Linked DNA regions of Macaca mulatta: region 2 is linked to region 1. Evidence: chromatin contacts called from public Hi-C data. All regions are on one chromosome and are shown on one strand. Each heading gives the region's core, a stretch centred on a gene start, on an enhancer-like site or on the middle of the called end of the contact. The rest is flanking DNA. Distances are from core to core; before and after follow the strand shown.

Region 1 (3,920 bases), core at 763-3,262:
GGTCACTGGAGTGCACTTACTGGATAAAAAATACTATCAAAAATCTTCAGCAAATACAATTCGATGTGGAAGAGTTCCCACACTGATTCTTGGCAAAGACCAAAATACTTTTAAATATGCCACTCCTAAGTGTTTAAAATGAAGACACTTACTCTGATTTCCTCAGTTGGGGGTGGGGGAAAACAATGGAGAACAGCCCTTCTCCTCCTCTATTTTTTTTTCTTTTAAAATTTATTCCAATTAATAGAGATACAGTAAATGCAAGTGACACAGATAAGAAAACATGGAGCAGATCCTAACAGAAAAGGTAGGGAATAGAAACTATGTTCATAAACAGGATCCACACAAGAGAAATATGGGAATGAGTAAAACGGCAAGAGTCCTCCAAAAAACCCGCACTGCCAAGAATTTTCCCAATTAGAACACTCACCAGAGAAAACGGTGGTCAAGTTTCAAACTGCCCGCGCAGCGTCGGGATTGGCCATCGACATCAACTCGGCCCGATTGACGTGTACTATGCTGTAAACTGGGTTCAAACTTTTTTCTGCTGCCTATCTCAATATTTAGCAAACTCAAACTGGGAACAAGGGAGGAGAAACAGCACCACTCTCAAAACAAACAAGTTTAAGTCGATTTGTACGTTTCTGTGTGTGCCAACTGCTTCATTACTAAAGTACACATGAAGTTTAGGGACAGAGCGCCGGAAACACTATGGATATTTTACCAGTTGACACTTAAATATTGTATTTTATTTGTGGTCAACAGGAATTGAATTTTCCCTTTACTAGGTTTGTCTGATGATAAACCTGATCCTTCTTCAGATAAAAAATTGTCTCAAGCGTTGCTGCAACATGCAGTACACTGCAGTGCTAATTAATTTTTTCTTTCTTTTTTGAGACAGAGTTTCGCTCTTATTGCCCAGGCTGGAGTGCAATGGCCCGATCTCGGCTCACTGCAACCTCAGTCTCCCGGGTTCAAGCGATTCTCCTGCCTCAGCTTCCCGAGTAGCTGAGATTACAGGCGTCCGCCACCACGCCCAGCTAATTTTTTTGTATTTTTAGTAGAGACGGGGTTTCACCATGTTGGCCAGGCTCGTCTTGAACTCCTAACCTCACGTGATCCACCCGCCTCGGCTCCCCAGAGTGCTGGGATTAGAGGCTTGAGCCAAAATTAGTTTCTAACAAGGATAAAGTAAGGAATCTTGTAAATCTTCTTTGTAACGAGTAACAAATATCTGCTGTAAGAAAAGTGAGTGCCAGCTCTCTTTGGGAAGACTGAGTGGCTCTGAAAAGAGCCTTTGGGGTGTGGGCCGAGACTGACCGAACGTTCCGCGGTGGGCGGGCTCACTTGGAGCTGGTGTACTTGGTGACGGCCTTGGTGCCCTCCGATACCGCGTGCTTGGCCAGCTCCCCGGGGAGCAGCAGGCGCACAGCCGTCTGGATCTCCCTGGAGGTGATGGTCGAGCGCTTGTTGTAATGCGCCAGGCGGGAAGCCTCACCCGCGATGCGCTCGAAGATGTCATTGACGAAGGAATTCATGATTCCCATGGCCTTGGACGAGATGCCGGTGTCGGGGTGGACCTGCTTCAGAACCTTGTACACGTACACGGAGTAGCTCTCCTTGCGGCTGCGCTTGCGCTTCTTGCCGTCCTTCTTCTGGGCTTTTGTCACCGCCTTCTTGGAGCCTTTCTTTGGGGCGGGAGCAGACTTTGAGGGTTCAGGCATGGCTGGTAGTAACTGCCGGAAAATTAGAGAAAAAAAGGGAAGGAAGTCGGTAGCACTGTCTAACTACCGCTTATTCCCTGCTTCTTAACGCAAATGGAGCAGACAATGAAGGTGTGCGTTTAACTAGTGGTGAGTCCTGGAAACGTATATTAACTTTGTCCAATCAAAATAAGTGTTTTTCAAAACCGCAATCCCATTGGTTAAAGCGAAACTGTAATGTTAGCCAATAGCATAGCTTAGTTTTCGTGCCTGTATTGACTATAAGTAGCCGAGCCTTAGTGTTGCATCAGTCTCAGGCACGCTGCTGATTGAGTGTATTTGTCATGTCGGGACGTGGCAAGCAGGGCGGCAAAGCTCGCGCCAAAGCTAAGACCCGCTCTTCTAGGGCGGGTCTTCAGTTCCCCGTGGGCCGAGTGCACCGACTGCTCCGCAAGGGCAACTATGCCGAGCGGGTAGGTGCCGGCGCGCCTGTGTACCTGGCGGCGGTGCTGGAGTACCTGACCGCCGAGATCCTGGAGCTGGCTGGGAACGCGGCCCGAGACAACAAGAAGACCCGCATCATCCCGCGCCACCTGCAGCTGGCCATCCGCAACGACGAGGAGCTCAACAAGCTGCTTGGTAAAGTGACCATCGCCCAGGGTGGTGTTCTGCCCAACATCCAGGCCGTGCTGCTGCCTAAGAAAACTGAGAGCCACCACAAGGCCAAGGGCAAGTAGTGGGTCTGGAGTAGTGCATTACTCATACCTCGGTCCAAACCAAAAAGGTTCTTTTCAGAGCCACCTACTTTTTCACCAAGTAGAGCTGTGTTCCACAGTTTTATCCGATGTCGAGTCATCTTGCAATGGCACTGAAATGCTGTATAGAGATGAAGCAAAACCAAAGGGCTTTTACACCACATTGTTTTGAGATAGAAAGTAGACATTGAAATATTCGCTGCACATCAAGAAATTTAGGCGCGGCAGCTCGCGCCCGCAATACAGCTGAAAACAATAGGAAAAGTGGGGCAAGAGAATAACAAAGGGAGCTGGAAGTTGGTTAGAGGGCTGAATAAGTAAAAGCAAAGGGCAGAACTAAGGTGGACGGGCGGGTGAACAAGAAGCGAGATAACAAGCAGTGAACCTTTTGCAGCCGAAACAAAGGTGAGATAATGTGAGCAAGGACCTCGTGGCCGGCAAGATCTGGAACAAACCAGTAAAAGGCAGCTCTTCAGAGATGGGCATGCGTATTAGGAAGGAAAAAGTATCCTTAACAAAAGCCCATATGATAATCAGCTACTTAAGGTTCATGCATATGGGCTGCATATCTTGCATGTATTTAAGATTATGAGATAGAGGTGATGCACAAGCCACAGAGGCCAAAGTAACTAAGCAACAAACCTATCAATAAAAGGGCAGATACTGGCTATAGATTAGGCGGCACTGGGAAGAGAAAAACACACGCACACACATAAAAAGACTTAAACTGCAACAAGCTGATGCTGATCTCATCTCGCAGAGGTCAATGCGCTCTCCCACGCCGAGAGTGTAATACTCTGCTTAATAAACTTTTGCTGCTTTGCTTTGCTATCTGAGTGTGTGTCGACTAGTTTGCTCCTGGCACCAAGAGCCTGGAACTGCTTGGCACCATCCGGTAACACAACCACTTTGGGAAGCCGAGGCGGAAGGACGGCTAGAGCCTTGGTGTCCGAAGTCAGCCTGATCTTTACAAAAGTAGAATAACTGACTGTGCCTGGTGTCTCATAGCCTGTAGTCCTAGCTACTCGGGAGGCTGAGACCAGAAGGATCACTTGAGCCCAGGAGTTCGAGGGTGCAATGAGCTATGATTGCACCACTGCAGTCCAGCTTGTGTGACAGAGCAAGAGTGTTTCAAATGAACCTAGTGTCAGATACTTACTTTCTGTATTACAGAGGACTGAAAGCTAGCTAAATAATAGTTTTCAGTGTACCTGGGTTCCAGAGAGAAAATTGGTAAACTAACCTTTGCTCCTTGCTTGGGCTTTTAGTTTATACTTCATAAGACCATGGAAGCAGAATTTGGGTATCTGACCCTTCTGCAGAATTTAGGACCCCACGTGCGTTTGGCCTACCTATTCCAGTTCAATTGAATCTTTCCCAGCACCTATGGTGTGCCAGGCACCCTCCTAAATGGGAATACAATATTAATCCAGATACATAACGTCTATATCCAAAAGGAGCT
Region 2 (3,945 bases), core at 1,291-3,790, 1.5 Mb after region 1:
CCAAACAGAAGGAAGTTGCAAAAGGGTGCTCTTTTGTGTTCAGGGTGGGCCGTCACCACACGAAGTCCCAGATCAACATCACGATCAACTTGGAAATCTGCACACGGAAACGAAAGAGCTGTACACTTACAGTACTTTCAGTTTATGTTAGTGTTATCTGACACTAAATGAGCTAATGATCTAGTATGTGCCCATAGCACTCAACTTCTGGTACCTATTGTTACTACCTATAATTTCCAAGTATTTCCTCTGCAGTACTAACATAACATTAAAGATTGGTAGTATGGTGCTGAGAAATCCAATAATCCCCCTTTTGAATGAAATTACAACTCATTTACTGAAAACATGCGTGGCTCTTAAAAGAGCCTTTGGGATTAGGTGTAAAGATGCTTACTTGGCAAAGTTACTTGGAACTGGTGTACTTGGTGACGGCCTTGGTGCCCTCCGACACGGCGTGCTTGGCCAGCTCCCCCGGAAGCAGCAGGCGCACGGCCGTCTGGATCTCCCTGGAAGTGATGGTCGAGCGCTTGTTGTAGTGCGCCAGGCGGGAAGCCTCGCCGGCGATGCGCTCGAAGATGTCGTTGACGAAGGAATTCATGATCCCCATAGCCTTGGAAGAGATGCCGGTGTCGGGGTGGACCTGCTTCAGCACCTTGTACACATACACGGAATAGCTCTCTTTGCGGCTGCGCTTGCGCTTCTTCCCGTCCTTCTTCTGCGCCTTAGTCACCGCCTTCTTGGAGCCCTTCTTTGGGGCAGGAGCAGACTTGGTAGGCTCAGGCATAGCAACGTTAATAATTACAACACTGTCGCAAACACCTGAGAAAATAATCACTCCCACCGATGCCCCGTTCATTTATAGATGCGGTATTCAAATGAGGTTAATCAGATTTCGTTTATGATTGGATTAATTTTTGTGTGTCGTCACAAATGCCAATGTAAACGACACTTAAAAGTCTACCTTTTCATTGGCTATTTCATTACTTTACTTTTACCCAATCAGAAAGCCCAGACCAGACTACCCGAGGCTACTATAAATAGTCGTCTTTAGACAAGTCAGCTGTGCACTTCTCTTGGAGCAGTTGTTTTTGAGATCACACTTTTTATTAGCGTTGTGGTGTCAGAACGTATACTGAAAGATACTTTAGGAGAGCTCACGTTCTCTTTTCTTCCTCTAACAAATTATAGGACTCGTTGCATACAGAAGTCATGGTAATTGGGATATCCCTGGAAGTCTGGCAGTTTTGCGTTTGGGAAGTCATCTATGCAAATGCTACATTTAAGGACCAAGTATTTTCTGCAGTGTCAATTTCTAATTTTTAGTTGTGGCAGTGGTTGAAATAGTGTACTATGCCACCTGTGTCGAGACGTACTCCTCTGCACTCCTTCATTGCTTGCCATAGTCTGTAGGGAGCCAGCACGGAAATTGAGTGTTCTCTATTCGGAACTCATACGTCCCAGCCTAGAAGCCCGCGAAAATCCCGACTTTTTTTCCCATGCTATTTGCAGGCCAGATCTCGCTAAGTGTTAAGTACTACGGAGGTCGAAATGGGTTTTAACTCCAGTATTCGAAAACGCAATAAAAGCTCAATGACGCGGCTGCACTCCTGCTTGGCCGACGGAACGCGAAATGACCCCCTGGCCAAAAACGGCTCCTCTCTCCCGACTTTGTTCCCGGGAGACCCGCCCCTCAATAGCGGCGTTTTCCCGGCCACACCCCCTGATAGTGTAACAGCTCTTTTACTGAAAGCGGTGGGTGGCTCTGAAAAGAGCCTTTGGGTTGTGTTGAGCTTCTAAGCAGTTGGCCAAAGGAACTTCCTACTTTTTCTTGGCTGCCGCCTTCTTTGGCTTGGCTGCCTTGGGCTTGGCGGTCTTTGGTTTAGCCGCCTTGGGTTTCACTGCTTTGGCCTTCGCTGGGCTCTTGGGCGCTTTTTTTGGCTTGGCTGCTTTAGCCTTTTTCGGGCTTTTCGCTTTTTTGGCTCCAGCAGCCGCAGCCGGCTTCTTCGCCTTCTTTGGGGTCTTCTTGGCGCTCTTCTTAGGGGTGGCTGCCCCCGTCGCCTTCTTGGGCTTCTTCGCCGCTCCTGTAGGCTTCTTGGCTTTGGCCGCGCCTGCCTTTTTAGCTTTAGGCTTGGCTTCCCCGGAGGCCGCCTTCTTGTTGAGTTTGAAAGAACCCGATGCGCCGGTGCCCTTGGTCTGCACCAGAGTGCCCTTGCTCACCAGGCTCTTGAGACCCAGCTTGATGCGGCTGTTGTTCTTCTCCACGTCATAGCCAGCGGCTGCCAGCGCTTTCTTGAGAGCGGCCAAAGATACACCGCTGCGCTCCTTGGAGGCGGCAACAGCCTTAGTAATGAGCTCGGACACGGGGGGCCCAGACGCTTTGCGCTTAGCCGCACCTGCGGACTTGCGAGCCTTCTTCTTCACGGGTGTTTTCTCGGCTGGGGCCGGAGCAGCGGGCGCGGCAGGCGCAGTCTCGGACATGTTGAAGGCAGGCGTGAGAGAGAGAGCAATTCGAGCCGGAAGCAGAGGCACTGGCCGGGACTCGGGCCGCGGCGCTGCGCCCGCCCGTTTATATAGGGCGGAGCTGCGCCGTGATTGGTGCGCTGTCCAGCCCGCCTCGCTGGCAGCCGCAGAGTGTCCTCTCGGATCCCGAGTTGTGTTTGTTACACCTCAAAAAAAGCCAAAAATATAAAAATTGTCTGCACCGAACTACCCGGTTTTTCTCAGATAATGATCCCCGAACCCTCAGGCTTCACGCAGATCTCAAATTATGAGGAAAGCACAAAGCCTTGTGCCAAAAACTTGCAATATTTCCCGCCGTGCTTGGCAAATTTCAACTCAGAGAAACAAAACTTTCTATTTTCTTCGTAAATTATAAACCGATCTTTAACTGTGGAGTTTTCTGACCTCTCAAATATGATTCTCCAAGTGGTTAGCTTCTGATATATCCAAAAAGCATGCCACTGGCATTAAGATTTTTATTACAAATCTGCACTTAAGTGAGGGAAGTAACACAGGCTCCTCGGAGAGTCCTGCCTATTGAGCCGAGGGCATTTGAGTTCATCAAACTGGTTTAGTTTAATGCTAAACAAATTATTCCTCATTTGACATTAAGTTTTGGACCCCTGGGACATCAATCTATGCAGCCGTGGTTTTACATCTGTCCGCTATATCTGAGTTTTAAAACAATTCCTTTGGATAATTCTTTCCCTTTCTGCTCCCAAGGGTTGGGGGCGGGGCTGTTGCTTCTCTCTTCTCTGGACAACTGCTCCATGGATTGAGATACCTTGAATTCAGGGTATTTGGGAACGAAGGGAAGTCCAAAATATACTCAGGGTACAGAGTTGAAAAAAGATTAATTTTCGAATGTGATGTTCATAAAGTCACTGGAAGTGGAGGTGCACTTTTCTTTAAAGCATTTGTCTGCAGCCTTGCTGAGTGCTTTTGGCATATGCTTCAGAACCAAATTGCAATAAAGTAGCTTAGAGCTGGAATTCAAACATTGATAATAAGGGAAAATAAATAAGAACTGTATATTGAAACATATGTACTCCCATTATTAGAGAAGCCCAGCCGCTATTATTACTGAATAGTTGAGGAATGACTAGTCCACTCACCATGTATGGTTTCAATCCCCCTGAAGACTGTATCCCAACGCTTCGCAGAGCGCAATAGAAAGAAAAATAAGTGACATGTAGTGATTAAATGACAAGTTCAAATTTCGATCTCAGAAGCAGAGCTTTGAGAGTCTATCTAAGCTATTATAAATCATTGCCCTCTGAAAACATCCTTTGAACAATGTCTGAGTAAATCTCTTTAGGTAGTTGCCCAACCAAGAAGAGTGTATGTAGGTTGGCAATGAAAGCCCAACTAAAAGAATTATTTCTGAATAACGGTATGGCTGGAACAGTATGGGTGGAACTACAAGCCACTTATCATGGAAACAAA

Evidence for each region. A called contact is a pair of places that touch in the nucleus more often than the background predicts.
Region 2: a contact with region 1 is called in a Hi-C map of fetal cortex germinal zone, with 3 times the contacts expected there. The contact joins the promoter of H1-4 here to the promoter of H2AC15 in region 1. A contact is called at or near these places in 2 of 14 Hi-C or Micro-C datasets (fetal cortex germinal zone and liver).

The regions. Positions count from the first base shown.
Region 1 is chr4:155,462,236-155,466,155 of T2T-MMU8v2.0, forward strand. H2AC15 (H2A clustered histone 15) reads left to right here and starts at 2,013. Exons shown (of 1, transcript XM_015135765.3): 1 at 2,013-3,920. The coding sequence starts at 2,048. The coding sequence ends at 2,440. It overlaps H2BC15 (H2B clustered histone 15), which reads right to left and starts at 1,819. Exons shown (of 1, transcript XM_078000798.1): 1 at 1,344-1,819. The coding sequence starts at 1,724. The coding sequence ends at 1,344.
Region 2 is chr4:156,952,819-156,956,763 of T2T-MMU8v2.0, forward strand. It overlaps H1-4 (H1.4 linker histone, cluster member), which reads right to left and starts at 2,541. Exons shown (of 2, transcript XM_078000870.1): 1 at 395-2,541; 2 at 1-97. The coding sequence starts at 2,478. The coding sequence ends at 1,819. H2BC5 (H2B clustered histone 5) reads right to left here and starts at 832. Exons shown (of 3, transcript XR_013416797.1): 1 at 395-832.